Linked DNA regions of Mus musculus: all the other regions are linked to region 3. A link is a contact called in public HiChIP or PLAC-seq and promoter capture Hi-C data. All regions are on one chromosome and are shown on one strand. Each heading gives the region's core, a stretch centred on a gene start, on an enhancer-like site or on the middle of the called end of the contact. The rest is flanking DNA. Distances are from core to core; before and after follow the strand shown. Region 1 holds the start of Ufc1 (ubiquitin-fold modifier conjugating enzyme 1). Region 2 holds the start of Aim2 (absent in melanoma 2). Region 3 holds the start of Kcnj10 (potassium inwardly-rectifying channel, subfamily J, member 10). Region 4 holds the start of Olfr433 (olfactory receptor 433).

Region 1 (2,846 bases), core at 216-2,715, 1.0 Mb before region 3:
CAGAATTCCAATTGTCATGCAATCCCAGAAACCATCTGCAGCTGGCAAAACCAGGCCTCTGCTCGAGAACAAGGCAAATCATAGTCAGCTGCTTTGAACCTGTGCCACATCCCCACACCTGGGATTAAAACAAAAACATATTCTTATGCTTCTGTTTTAAAGAAACCAAAATTCCAGAATCCTCGCTACACCTTACTCCTTCCTCCCCATGTTCTCAAAATACCCTAGTTATGTCTCTGTCTCTCCACTTAAACACAGTTTAATACTGTTTCTGTCAACCTCAGTAGGGCCATTCTTATTCGGTTTTATATACTCTCAATAGATACTAGTAACACAATAATATGTTTTATTGTTGTGGTTTGAGGCAGGGTCTCCTATAGTCCAGACTGGCTTTGAATTCATTATGCAGTCTAAAAAACGACCCGAGCTTCCAATCCTGGCTCCACATCCTGGGTACAGAGAACATATGAGCCTCATCAATTTATGAGGTGCCAGAGATGGAACCCAAGGACATCTTGCATGCTACGCAAGCACTCGCCAGTTTCTCAGTGAGGCCACATATACTGCAAGCGATCTACTGGGTTTTGAAGCAGATAGAAAGCACCAAAAGGAGGGCAATCTTTCTCTTCCCATAACAGGAATTAGCTGAAAGGATGGCTAATTTATAACTAAAAACATCTCTCTCTCTACCTCTAAACACTTTAGGTTTTCAGTCCTGACATTAATTCCATCCATTTCATCATGAAGAATGAAAGAGCAGTGATGCACAGACACTTCTTCAGGCGCTAAGAAGTACTTTGACCCCCTACCACAGCCAGCAGAGCAAGCACCTGGTGCGAGAGGGACACGTCACCTTCCCGGAATACTGCTGTTTTTTCCTTCAAAGTCTAGCCCTACTGTGCTCCTAGCCGGAATCTCTTCTGCATCCTCCCTCCGGCCACCCGTAACGCCCCCAGCCCCCCAAACAATCGCATTTATATGAATTTAGAATTTAAACTTTAAAACCGGAAGCGGCTTCCACCCGGAGCCAATTCCCGGGGACACCTGGTTACTCGCCACCCCTCTGCTACGCGGTCAAGCACAGGAGTAAAACTGACCCGGATCAGGGACTGATATTCCTCCTTTAGTCGCTGCACCCACAATTCCCGATCTCGGGGTCCGGCGTTGGTCTTCAGCACCGGGATCTCAGACACGACCCGCCGAGTGGCCTCGTCCGCCATCTTGGACCAGGGAGCAGGAAAACTGCGGAAGTGCAGTTGCTTGTCACTTACTCACGGCGTCGCCATCTTTACTGTGGGAAGAGGAGGCGTTGGATGGCTTTAAAGCGGACCCTGAATGCATTCGATTTTTATTTATTTATTGTAAGGAAATAAAATTGACCTACGGGTGTGAGCGTCCGGAAGAACAGAATGGAGGCGGGCTACTCTGTCCACCTATCATTAAATCACCGGAGCCTGCTCAGAGAACGACTTCCGTTCATGCTCAGAAGCAATCTTGGGAAAAACTCAAGACCTTCCCAAACCAGCAAAGTTGTTTGAATTTCAGGTTTTTCTAGACTGTCTTCAAAGTCCTATCTCCTAAGATGCGCAATTTAACGTCTTTGTTCTCCAGAGTGACTTCCTTACTTTCCATCCCTGTCCTGAATAATTAACACAACTGAATTAGGAAGTATGTAAGCTTGTTTGTTTTTTAAAGGACATTGGGTCCTATATACCACAGACTTGCCTCTAACACATACAAAATGGCCCGGAGCTATTGCTTACTTCAAAATTAATCTGTTTAGGTTTTAAAACCATCCTAAAGATAAAACTTTTTTTTCCAAAGAGTTACTGAATATCTTTTGTGTGCTATATATTAAGTATATAGAAACGATTTCTTCTTAGATGAATTCACCCAAATGACTAACAGTCACTGAATGCCTATTCTAAGCCTATGGCAAGTCATCTGGTAATTTGTTGTTTTTTTATTAGACCAGGCTGGCCTCCGACTCACAGATCTGCCTGCCTCTGTCTCCCAAGTGCTGGTTGGGTAATTTCTAAATTCGTTTGAAACCAAGAAACCTCAATAAGCTTGGTGGCCCACATGTGTTATCCCAGAGCTTAGGGGTCAAGATCAGAAGATTGCTGCAACTCAATTTAAAACGAACAAACTCCATATGCCACAGCTGCTGTGATTGCACACTTTCGATCCCAGCATTTGGGAGGCAGAGGACTCTAGAGTTTTAACCTTGGTGAGTTTGAGTCTACAAAGAGAACAAATTCCAAGATGGTGGTGTCACACATCTTTAATCTCAGCCCTCAGGAGACAGAGGGCTGGCAGATCTCTGAGTTTGAGAGCCAGCCTGGTCTACAGAGTGAGTTCCAGAACAGCTAGGGCTACACAGAGAAGCCCTGTCTCAAAACAAAAACAAAAACAAAAAAATCCCAAAAAACAAACAAACAAAAAACCCCTCAAAACCAAAACAACCCCCTACCCAAAAAAAGAGAAAGAAGGAAAGAAAGAAAGAAAAACAAGACATGCTGTCCTCTGACTTACATACCTATGCCGTGGCATGTGTGCCCCTTCAACTTCAATTTAAATTTATATATTTGTATGTCATGTGAGTGTTTTACCAGCATGTATGTAAGGTACCATGTGCATGCAGTGCCAGTAGAGGCATGTAAAGGGCAACAGATGCCCTGGAACCAGAGTTACAGACATGACTTCCATGTGGGTGCTGAGAACTGAAGACTGATCCTCTGCAAGAGTAGCAAGTGCGCTTAAATCTTGAGCTGTATCTCCAGTCCTCTAGGTGAAAAAACAAACACTCAAATATAGTTTTAAGGGCTGAGGACGTAGTGTAGTGT
Region 2 (2,794 bases), core at 147-2,646, 1.1 Mb after region 3:
ACCTCTGGTTGAGACCTCACAGCTGGAGGAGAAACTCTGCTGAGGCTTGTAAAAAGGAAACTGAAAACTAGCATTTGCTTGGGCAGAGCCTTAATATATAATTATTTTGCCCCAGCATCAGGGTTTAGGACTCAGCTATAGGGCCAGGACTAGCCAAGCTTCAAAGTGAAAGAAGATAGTTGAGAGTACTTTCTGCTTTCTGTCTCCCAAGACCTGATTTTCATGATTTTCATGTCCTACTACTCATAGTGAAAATCTTTGTGAGGCGGATGGTTTGAACTCTCAGGACATACACCAGTCCCTGAGTTGAGAACTAAGGCTGCTTTGGAGAGAAGAAAATCCCCTGAGGTAAGTAAGATATGTCAGAAGTTTTCTAGAGAAAGCTTTAGGACCATTTTGCTAATCAGTAAATTAAGAGGAAAGAGAGTCCTGGGTTTCTGAGGTTAGAAAGAGGGATTAGTATTGACTGTATTCTAGAAAAGAATAAGGCTGCAGGAAGCCTGGTTCTAAACCTTCAGTTGACTGAGGAACAGAAGTTATCTTTTATTGCACCACAACTGAGACCTTTACAAAAGAAAGTGCATTTGGCCGTGGCAGGAATTAGAATATATTGTTCAGAGGGTTGACCCAGACTGAGCCTAAAAGGAACTCTGATTTTCTGGGTGTGTTGGTCTGTAGGTGTTTTATTGACATGAATTTATATTTAGAAGAGGGCTTTTGATTTCTAGCTGAAGGGGGAAGAAACATAGGGGCCAGGGAGCTATTTCTCGATAAAAGGTGAGAATAATGGCATGACAGAAAGCCTGTGATGTAACGTTAGCTTGAAAGCATCAGAGCTCAAAATTCTAAGTAACCTTAATCTAAGAAGAAAATATCTAATAAAAAAAATGTGGGGAAAAAAAAACCCAGCATGGTAGTAACACAAAAGAACAATTAAAAAAAAATCAGACACGGAATCAAATAGAAAAAAAAAAAAAAAAAAAAGAAAGAAATGCCAAGCAGATAATGTTACTCCATAATCCCAAATGTTCAAGTGACATGGCATCTTTTAAAAATTATATGTGCTTTTAATCTCTATTTCCTTTACTTTATTAGGTAATAGCAAGTTTATTTCAGTCTAGTTCCAATTGGATCCTGCTTTCCCATTTCCATAGTTAAATCCCTGGAATTTGGGGGAAGGATCATTCCTATGGTATCTGTTGAGGTTTGAATATATGCCGGCTGGTGGCTCCGGAAGGTCTTGGGACTTTCACAAGGAGGAACTTACTGGAGAAACCTTATTGGAGGAAGTGGGTCACTGAGGGCGGCCTGTGAGAGGTGATAGGCGGTCTCACTTGTAACTCTGTTTCTTTGTCTGAGCAAGAATCACAACCTGCCTGCTTCCTGTCCTGCCTGCTTCCTGTCCTGTCTGCCGCCATGCTTCCTTAACTAGCTGCTAGGTTTTTTCCTTGTCGTGATGAAATCCACCCTCATGGACCTGTAAGTAAAATTAAAACCTACTTCTCCCCTATGTTGCTAATGTTCATGACATTTTATCAAAACAGAAAAGAAACTAATACAGCAAAATGCTGGGTCCTGTTTACATATCCAATTCTGTCTTTTGCGGGGAACTGAAAAGAGATATTAAGGAAAAGTGATTGCTAAGAGATATTTAAGGAAAAGTGATTGCTACTTCCTGTTATTTTTGTTGTTAGAGGTGGAATTATATCTGTGTGGCTATATTCTTTTAGTTTTTTTGAAAGATTACTTTCTTGCTTTTTTCTAGGGTGTAGTTTCCCTCTTGTGTTGGTGTTTTCCATCTATTATACTTTGTAGGGCCGGATTTATGAGAAAATATTGTGTAAATTTGGTTATGTCATGGAATATTTTGGTTTCTTCATCTATGGTAATTGAGATTTTTGCTGGGTATAGTAGCCTGGGCTGCCATGTGTATTCTCTTAGGGTCTATATGAAATCTACCCAGGATCTTCTGGCTTTCATAGTCTCTGTGGAGAAGTCTGGTGTAATTCTGATAGGTCTGACTTTATGTTACTTGACCTTTTTCCCTTACCACTTTTAATATTCTTTTTTTGTTTGGTGCATTTGGTGTTTTGATTATTATGACAGGAGGAATTTCTTTTCCGGTCCAGTTTGGAGTTCTGTAGACTTCTTGTATGTTCATGAGCATCTTTTTGTTTAGGTTAGGGGAGTTTTCTTCTATATTTTTGTTGAAAATCTTTACTGGCCCTTTAAGTTGGGAATCTTCGCTCTCTTCTATACCTATTATCCTTAGGTTTGATCTTCTCATTGTGTCCTGGATTTTCTGGATGTTTTGGGTTAAGAGCTTTTTGCATTTTCTTTGACTGTTTTGTCAATATTTTCTATGGTATCTTCTGCATCTGAGATTCTGTCTTCTATCTCTTGTATTCTGTTGGTGATGCTTGCATCTATGACTCTTGATCTCTTTTGTAGGTTTTCTAACTCCAGGGTTGTCTCCCTTTGTGATTTCTTTATTGTCTCTATTTCCATTTTTAGATCTTGGATGATTTTGTTCATTTCCTTTACCTGTTTGATTGTTTTTTCCTGTAATTCTTTAAGAGATTTTTGTGTTGCCTCTTTAAGTGCTTATAGCTGTTTACTGTGTTCTCCTGTATTAAATATTCATTAATGATATTTTTAGGGTATGAAAGGATATCAATATAAAAGTTGAACACATTTTTACAGACTATTTGATTCTCAAAATGCTCAATATTATTAATATGTTTGATGTATAAAATACATTTAAATATTAAAAATTGAAGAAAAAAAAGAAACT
Region 3 (3,094 bases), core at 486-2,985:
CAGTGTGATCGCCGAAGACTTTCTCTTTGCTCACCAGGCCAAGTTGGTCCTTTGGAGTTTTTTTTTTTTTTCTTTTGGTTTTTGGTACCCTGGTCCAGGTCTCTTCATGCCCACACTATTGCTATTGCTCCCAATCTAATCTAATTGCTTCCTGTTTCCACTCACACTCAAACCATCTTGCTCACTTCCATATTAATCCCCTCCAGCTTCTTTCTGTATTTTTTTTTTTTAATCTTCACTGCCCCAAAACTTGCAGTTGCTTTCCATTACCGATAGTCATTTCGGGCTATACTTCATGTGCCAACCAACCAATCATATATTTAGTCTGGGTCTTCCATCCTTCTTGAACAAGCCTGGATTCTAAGAACTAACCTTTAGCCAGCCCTCTCCTTGTTCAAGTAGTTCCTTGCCTACTTCTCTGTTTTTCCCTTTCTCCCTCTCTCCTTCTTCCTTCCTTCCTTCCTTCCTTCCTTCCTTCCTTCCTTCCTTCCTTCCTTCCTTCCTTCCTTCCTTCCTTCCTTCCTTTCCTTCCTCCCTTCTTCTCTCCCTCCCTCTCTTTCTCCCTCCCTCCTCCCCCCTCCCATTCTTCTTTCTGTGCTGGTGATGAATGGAACCCAAGACAAGCATTCTACCTCTCAGCTACAACACCCTCAGCCCCAAAGAGGCCTTTTCAAAAGGCACATGTATTCTTCATCTTATGCATTTTGAGAGTTTTAAGCTAAACTAAAATATATATAGTTTCCCTGCTTTCAATCCTGAATTTATATTAACACAGTAAGTAAAGCAGTCTATTGATATGTAGTTCAATGTCTGTTATGAATAAAAGTGGGACGTCTTTATTTTCTTCTTTAGTGTATGCCATGCATCAGATAGAGGGTACAAATCACTCAAAACAGATCAGATAATGAGAGTACATAGTGGATGGGAAGAGTTTGACGCTATTTCCTAAGCTGATGTGTCTGTGTTCCCACAGGACTTCACAATGGCAGTTCCTCTGTCATCAGTATTCTTTCTGCCATCTCCTTGGACCTGGGCCTCCTGCATTCCTAGAACCTACGTAGACGTTATCTCTTTCCTCGAACATTTGTGGGGAACCCCCTAAATAGTGACCCTTCCTTCTTCTTCCACAGCTTTGGATGTCTCCCACACTTTGCACCGTACTGCGGCTTATTTTTCCTTGCAGGAGAAGTTGCTGCAGATGGAGATGATGTTTGGTCCTCTTTTGCACCCCACGCCGCACTCTCTACACAGGGAACAGCGAATAACTTGGAAATTGTACAGGATGCCAGAGCCCTGTAGCCCCAGGAACCCAGGCCAAGTCTGCCACAGTCTCGGTCCCAGTCGCAGCCCGTCCTGAATTCATTTCCACCTCATTAACTGGGGCCCAGTCCCGCCCCCGCGGCCCTCGTCCTGGTTCCTCCATTCTGACACGGCCGCCTCACTTTTCTTCTTTCTCTTCCCCCCTGTCATCTTGCCAGCTCGGCTTCTATCGCTACGCGTATCGTCTCTTCATCTCTCTTTCTCCGGGACTCTGTCTGGGTCTCTGTTCTTCGAGTGTTTCTGCACCCTAGTCCGTCTGGGTTTGCGCTTCCTATCCCCTAAGCCCCGCCCCTTGCCTTGCCCAAATCTCTCCAATCCCCAGGCGCTGATCTGGCGCTCCGATCTGCCATTGGCCGGCTCCAAGCTCCCCCCTCTGCCTCCGCCCTCCCGACCCCCGCCGGGCCCCTCCATTCACACAAAGTTTGGCTTCGGCACTGCAGAGGGAGGGGGCGGCCCGGCCCGGCCCAACTCTGCCCCCGGCCGGCCCGACCCCGGCCCCGGCCCCCGGACAAACCCTTATCTGATTCCAGCTCCGGGTTTAAGAGTCTTGGCCCTGCCTGTCGCACAGCTCCGCTCGCCGCTCCTGCCCGCCCCGTCTGTTCATCTGTCCCGCTGCCCCGCGATTTATCAGAGCAGCCACTTCACCTTCGAGCCAAGGTAAGACTCTGGCCCTGATAAAGGAGTGCTGGGTCCTATCCACTTATCCATCGGATCCCCCTAACCCTTTGGTCCCTACGGAAGCTGGTTGTACCCTATCAGTACAATCCGGGTCTCCCTCCTTCAGTCTTGGCAGTTCCAAGTGGACTTTCCTGGGAAGGGCCCCTCATCAAGAGTACTTTACTCAGGTTATTCACCTCGGGTCTTCCATCTAAGAAAGGGGCTTCCATGATATCCCCTCCTCATGACACTTGGCAGACCTGCAGTTGCATGGGGCTCATCCGGTTACTAGAGTAATTAATTACCACACATAAGCCTGCACCCACCCACACAGGAATAGAGACACTGCCCCTTGCTCCCAGTAGAGATAAGTTACTCCTGATTCCAGCCCTTCCCCCTTGCAGTGACATTCACACAGTGACACTCATTGACGGTCTTCTGAGCACCAGTTTGTTTACACATGGGGAGAAAGACAAGCACTAGATTAGAAGACGCAGTCACCCTGATGTGCCTGGGACCCTCTTCATTTCCTTCTGGGTTCCCACTTTGAGACCCCCTCCCTACCGACATCCCTCAATCCTTGAAATTGCCTCACAAGGACAATCTCAGAAGAAGATGTTTCTTCTGGAGCAGGGTAGATTAGTGCCTATGAATTCATCCTTTAGGGATCCCCTCTCCCACTCTCTGTCTTGCCCCATCAGGGACTGACCAAGGGCAGTCATGTTAGGATGGAACTGATTCTAGGGAGGAGACCCGAGGCCCAGAATGGCCAGAAGGACAAACCTGGGAAAGAAAAAATTTAGGGGTAGGACTTCTGGTATCTCGGGATTTCATTTCAGTAACTGAAGTGCCCTGGGCAGACTGAGGCTGACGGAGAGAGGCGAGGGTGCACAGAAATAAAGACAGATTTGGATCCAAGGGAAGGCAAAGCTTAAAGCCTGCTTAGGTTGCGTATCGATACAAATTCTGATGAGAGGTTTCTGGCCAGAGAGCCCTTGCTGTGGTGTTTGAAATGTTTTTCTCCCTATGGGACAGGCGGCTTTAGGTAGTCCAAGAGGACAGGAGATGGTAAAAGACGCCTTGGGAGCCTCCTGTTTGGGGTTACATGGAAGGCACA
Region 4 (3,180 bases), core at 302-2,801, 1.7 Mb after region 3:
CTCTGTAAAATTATTTTAAACAATTATTCATCTCTTCCTTTGAAATCAATTCCCACAGCCTTACTATTAATTAGTTGTCTCTTAAGAAGGATAGATTTCACGACAAAAGCATCATCCCTGGTAGCAAGAAGCAAAGAAGTCATCTTAGGAATAGAAATGCTGTTTCACTTCTCTCTACCCAACTTCTTGCTCCAGAGGGATTCTGAGAGCTCATCATACTCACAGCTCCAGGGAACACCCAACGAGGGGCCTCTGGGAAAGCAGCCTTTCCAGGACCGTTTCATATAAGTAGATAGAGATCGGAATTGCCATTAGGGGGATGACACGGATGCTAATGCCACCAAATGGTCAGGTGATAGATGACGGTGGTAGAGTGTAGGAGATTACCAGAAGAGAATAAGGCAAGAGTTTTGATTTTGATCTTTCCTAGTGAGTAGCCTCAGGTTATGGAAGGAAAACCCAACCACAAAACTCACAATCATTTCCCAATATCCTAGGGAGATCAGAACTCATAACAGTTTCAGAAACCAACTGCCAAATCTTGTTCTTCTTCTTCATTTTAGGAAACAGGAAGTTGGTTAAGTAAAAAAAAAAAATCCCCTAGTTCAGAGTGTACAGCTGGGGTGTGTCAGAGCAAGGGCATGCAGCCAATTCACAGCTACTGCAAAGTTTCTTTTCTGCCTGGGGATTCTGACTCACACTTTTCTTCTTTGAAAATTCATGTCATCTGTCTCTCATGAAGCTCAACTTTTAGAAGGTACGGTATGAATGTTGGGTGAACAATCAGTAGATATCGTGAGCCTGAGAGTGAACACTCATAGAAGATTGTGGGACTGATAGTAAATACTCATAGGAGATCATAGGACTGATAGGGAATAATCAGGGCATATCATGGGCCTGGTAGTGAATAATCATTGTATATGATGGGTCTAGAATTGAATAATCATTGTATATGATGGGCCTGGAAGTGAATAACCATTACATTTCATGGGCATTATATTTTAGGGATTAATCTTAGAGTGTCTGCATCATTGTCAGGCATAGATCACTTAATCTTTCCCTACCAGAATAGTCAATGAAGTATAAGACTTCCTGAAAAAAGTCACTATAACTTTCTGTAGACATCAAGCCTTCCTTTAGAACAGACCAACACTTCTAGTTATTTTATTATTCTAAAATAGATGCACAGAGTCCCCAAGAAACATATAGGTCATAGGAGAGATTACAGTAGAAAGGTTCCATTTCCTTTTATTGAGAGTGGGATAGGGGAGAACTGTGTTGGTGGACACTCAAGAGATCAGGAGTAGAACACTCAGAAGAATAAACCAGGTGTCTTCATTTCTAGTTCTAGCCCAGCCACCTACTGATGTTGAAACCAATCATTTCACATTGATGGGGATGGGAGGGGGCTGCAGCTCCAGTATCACAACATAGGGATTTAATTAGATTATGTCCAACCTCAGCCATGTACTCAGAGTTGCTGCTCTTGACTCTAGGAGTATTTCACAAAGAGATGGAAGATCCTGACGTAGTTAATCTTGGACCTTAACTCCACCTCCTCCTTGGAACCATGGATCATGTCAACTACACCTGGACACGGACCTTCATCCTTGCTGGTTTCACTACCTCTGGTGCCCTCCGACCTCTTGCCTTCCTGGGGACCCTGTGCATCTATCTCCTCACACTGGCAGGGAACTTGTTCATCATTGTCTTGGTTCAGGCAGATTCAGGGCTGTCCACTCCCATGTACTTCTTTATCAGTGTCCTCTCCTTCCTGGAACTCTGGTATGTCAGCACCACAGTGCCCACCTTGCTGCACACCCTGCTCCATGGGCATTCACCCATCCCCTCGTCTGCATGCTTCGTCCAGCTGTATGTCTTTCACTCCTTGGGCATGACCGAGTGCTACCTGTTAGGTGTCATGGCTCTGGACCGCTACCTTGCTATCTGTCGTCCACTGCACTACCATGCACTCATGAGCAGGCAGGTACAGCTATGGCTTGCAGGTGCCACTTGGGTAGCTGGCTTTTCAGCTGCCCTGGTGCCTGCATGTCTCACTGCCAGTTTACCGTATTGCTTGAAAGAAATAGCCCATTACTTTTGTGACCTGGCACCACTAATGCGGTTGGCATGTGTGAGCACAAGGTGGCATGCTCGGGTTCACGGGGCAGTGATTGGTGTGGCCACTGGATGCAATTTTGTCCTCATCTTGGGACTCTATGGGGGTATTCTGACAGCTGTCCTGAAGCTGCCTTCAGCTGCCAGTCGAGCCAAAGCCTTCTCCACATGCTCCTCCCATATGACAGTGGTTGCACTGTTCTATGCTTCTGCTTTTACTGTGTATGTGGGTTCACCTCAGAGCAGACCTGAGGGCACTGACAAACTTATTGCCTTAGTGTATGCCCTCCTAACTCCATTCCTCAACCCTATCATCTATTCCCTTCGCAACAAAGAGGTGAAGGAAGCCGTGAAGAGGGTCAGTGAAAAGATCAGAACTTTGTTGAGAGACACCTAATTATCTCTTTTGACATTACCCACATTCAGGGTAAATGCAACACTCAAATGGCTTGTGAATCATTTTGCAGAATCAAAATAAATGCCAATAAGTGTACCACTGAGTTTAGCACTTACTATGCTGCATATGTTCAGTCTTTTAGACAGATCAATCAGAGGTAGAGCAGAATGAGCAAAAGGCATTTTTTTCTGAATCATTTTCAACATGACAATGAAGAAATCCATGGAAGATTAAAAACTGGCATATAGAAATATTTGAATTGTATTTGTGACTTTGATAATTATCTATCTGTCTGTCTATCTATCTATCTATCTATCTATCTAATCTATCTATCTATCTATCTATCTATCTATCTATCTATCTATCTATCTATCTATCTATCTAACCTATCTATCTATCTGTCTAATCTATCTGTCTATCTGCCTTGTACCTGGTCTGCCAAAGTTTTGGTTCTGTTTTTTAATCATCAGACCACCCCCGTGTGGGTATCTGATGGCTCACAATTTATACATCATAAAAGTGTGGGCGATAAGGTAAACAGTCATTGCAGCCTTGAAATGAAAAGGCCACCGAAAGCTAGCAGCAACATCTGACCTCAACACATGATCCCAACAGACAGTTTAAAAGACAAAAAAAAAAAAAAACATGGGTGACAGAAAGTACCC

What was found. Promoter capture Hi-C pulls out the DNA fragments that hold promoters and counts their contacts. HiChIP or PLAC-seq counts read pairs in DNA pulled down with a chosen protein or histone mark.
Region 1: a contact with region 3 is called in a promoter capture Hi-C map of embryonic stem cells, with 2.4 times the contacts expected there. The contact joins the promoter of Ufc1 here to the promoter of Kcnj10 in region 3. A contact is called at or near these places in 2 of 39 promoter capture datasets (embryonic stem cells and hippocampal neurons).
Region 2: an H3K4me3 HiChIP or PLAC-seq map of bone marrow-derived macrophages shows a contact between it and region 3, with 4 times the contacts expected there. The contact joins the promoter of Aim2 here to the promoter of Kcnj10 in region 3. A contact is called at or near these places in 3 of 39 promoter capture datasets (the 3T3-L1 cell line, cranial neural crest and pre-B cells), 1 of 115 datasets of contacts at active chromatin or transcription factors (bone marrow-derived macrophages) and 1 of 9 other capture datasets (embryonic stem cells).
Region 4: an H3K27ac HiChIP or PLAC-seq map of microglia shows a contact between it and region 3, with 5 times the contacts expected there. The contact joins the promoter of Olfr433 here to the promoter of Kcnj10 in region 3. A contact is called at or near these places in 2 of 39 promoter capture datasets (the C10 cell line and pre-B cells) and 1 of 115 datasets of contacts at active chromatin or transcription factors (microglia).

Annotation. Positions count from the first base shown.
Region 1 is chr1:171,293,537-171,296,382 of GRCm38.p6, forward strand. Ufc1 (ubiquitin-fold modifier conjugating enzyme 1) reads right to left here and starts at 1,466. Exons shown (of 7, transcript NM_025388.3): 1 at 1,385-1,466; 2 at 1,098-1,291. The coding sequence starts at 1,220.
Region 2 is chr1:173,419,208-173,422,001 of GRCm38.p6, forward strand. Aim2 (absent in melanoma 2) reads left to right here and starts at 1,397. Exons shown (of 9, transcript NM_001013779.2): 1 at 1,397-1,479.
Region 3 is chr1:172,339,475-172,342,568 of GRCm38.p6, forward strand. It overlaps Kcnj10 (potassium inwardly-rectifying channel, subfamily J, member 10), which reads left to right and starts at 1,736. Exons shown (of 2, transcript NM_001039484.1): 1 at 1,736-1,977.
Region 4 is chr1:174,040,382-174,043,561 of GRCm38.p6, forward strand. Olfr433 (olfactory receptor 433) reads left to right here and starts at 1,552. Exons shown (of 1, transcript NM_146717.2): 1 at 1,552-2,555. The coding sequence starts at 1,571. The coding sequence ends at 2,515.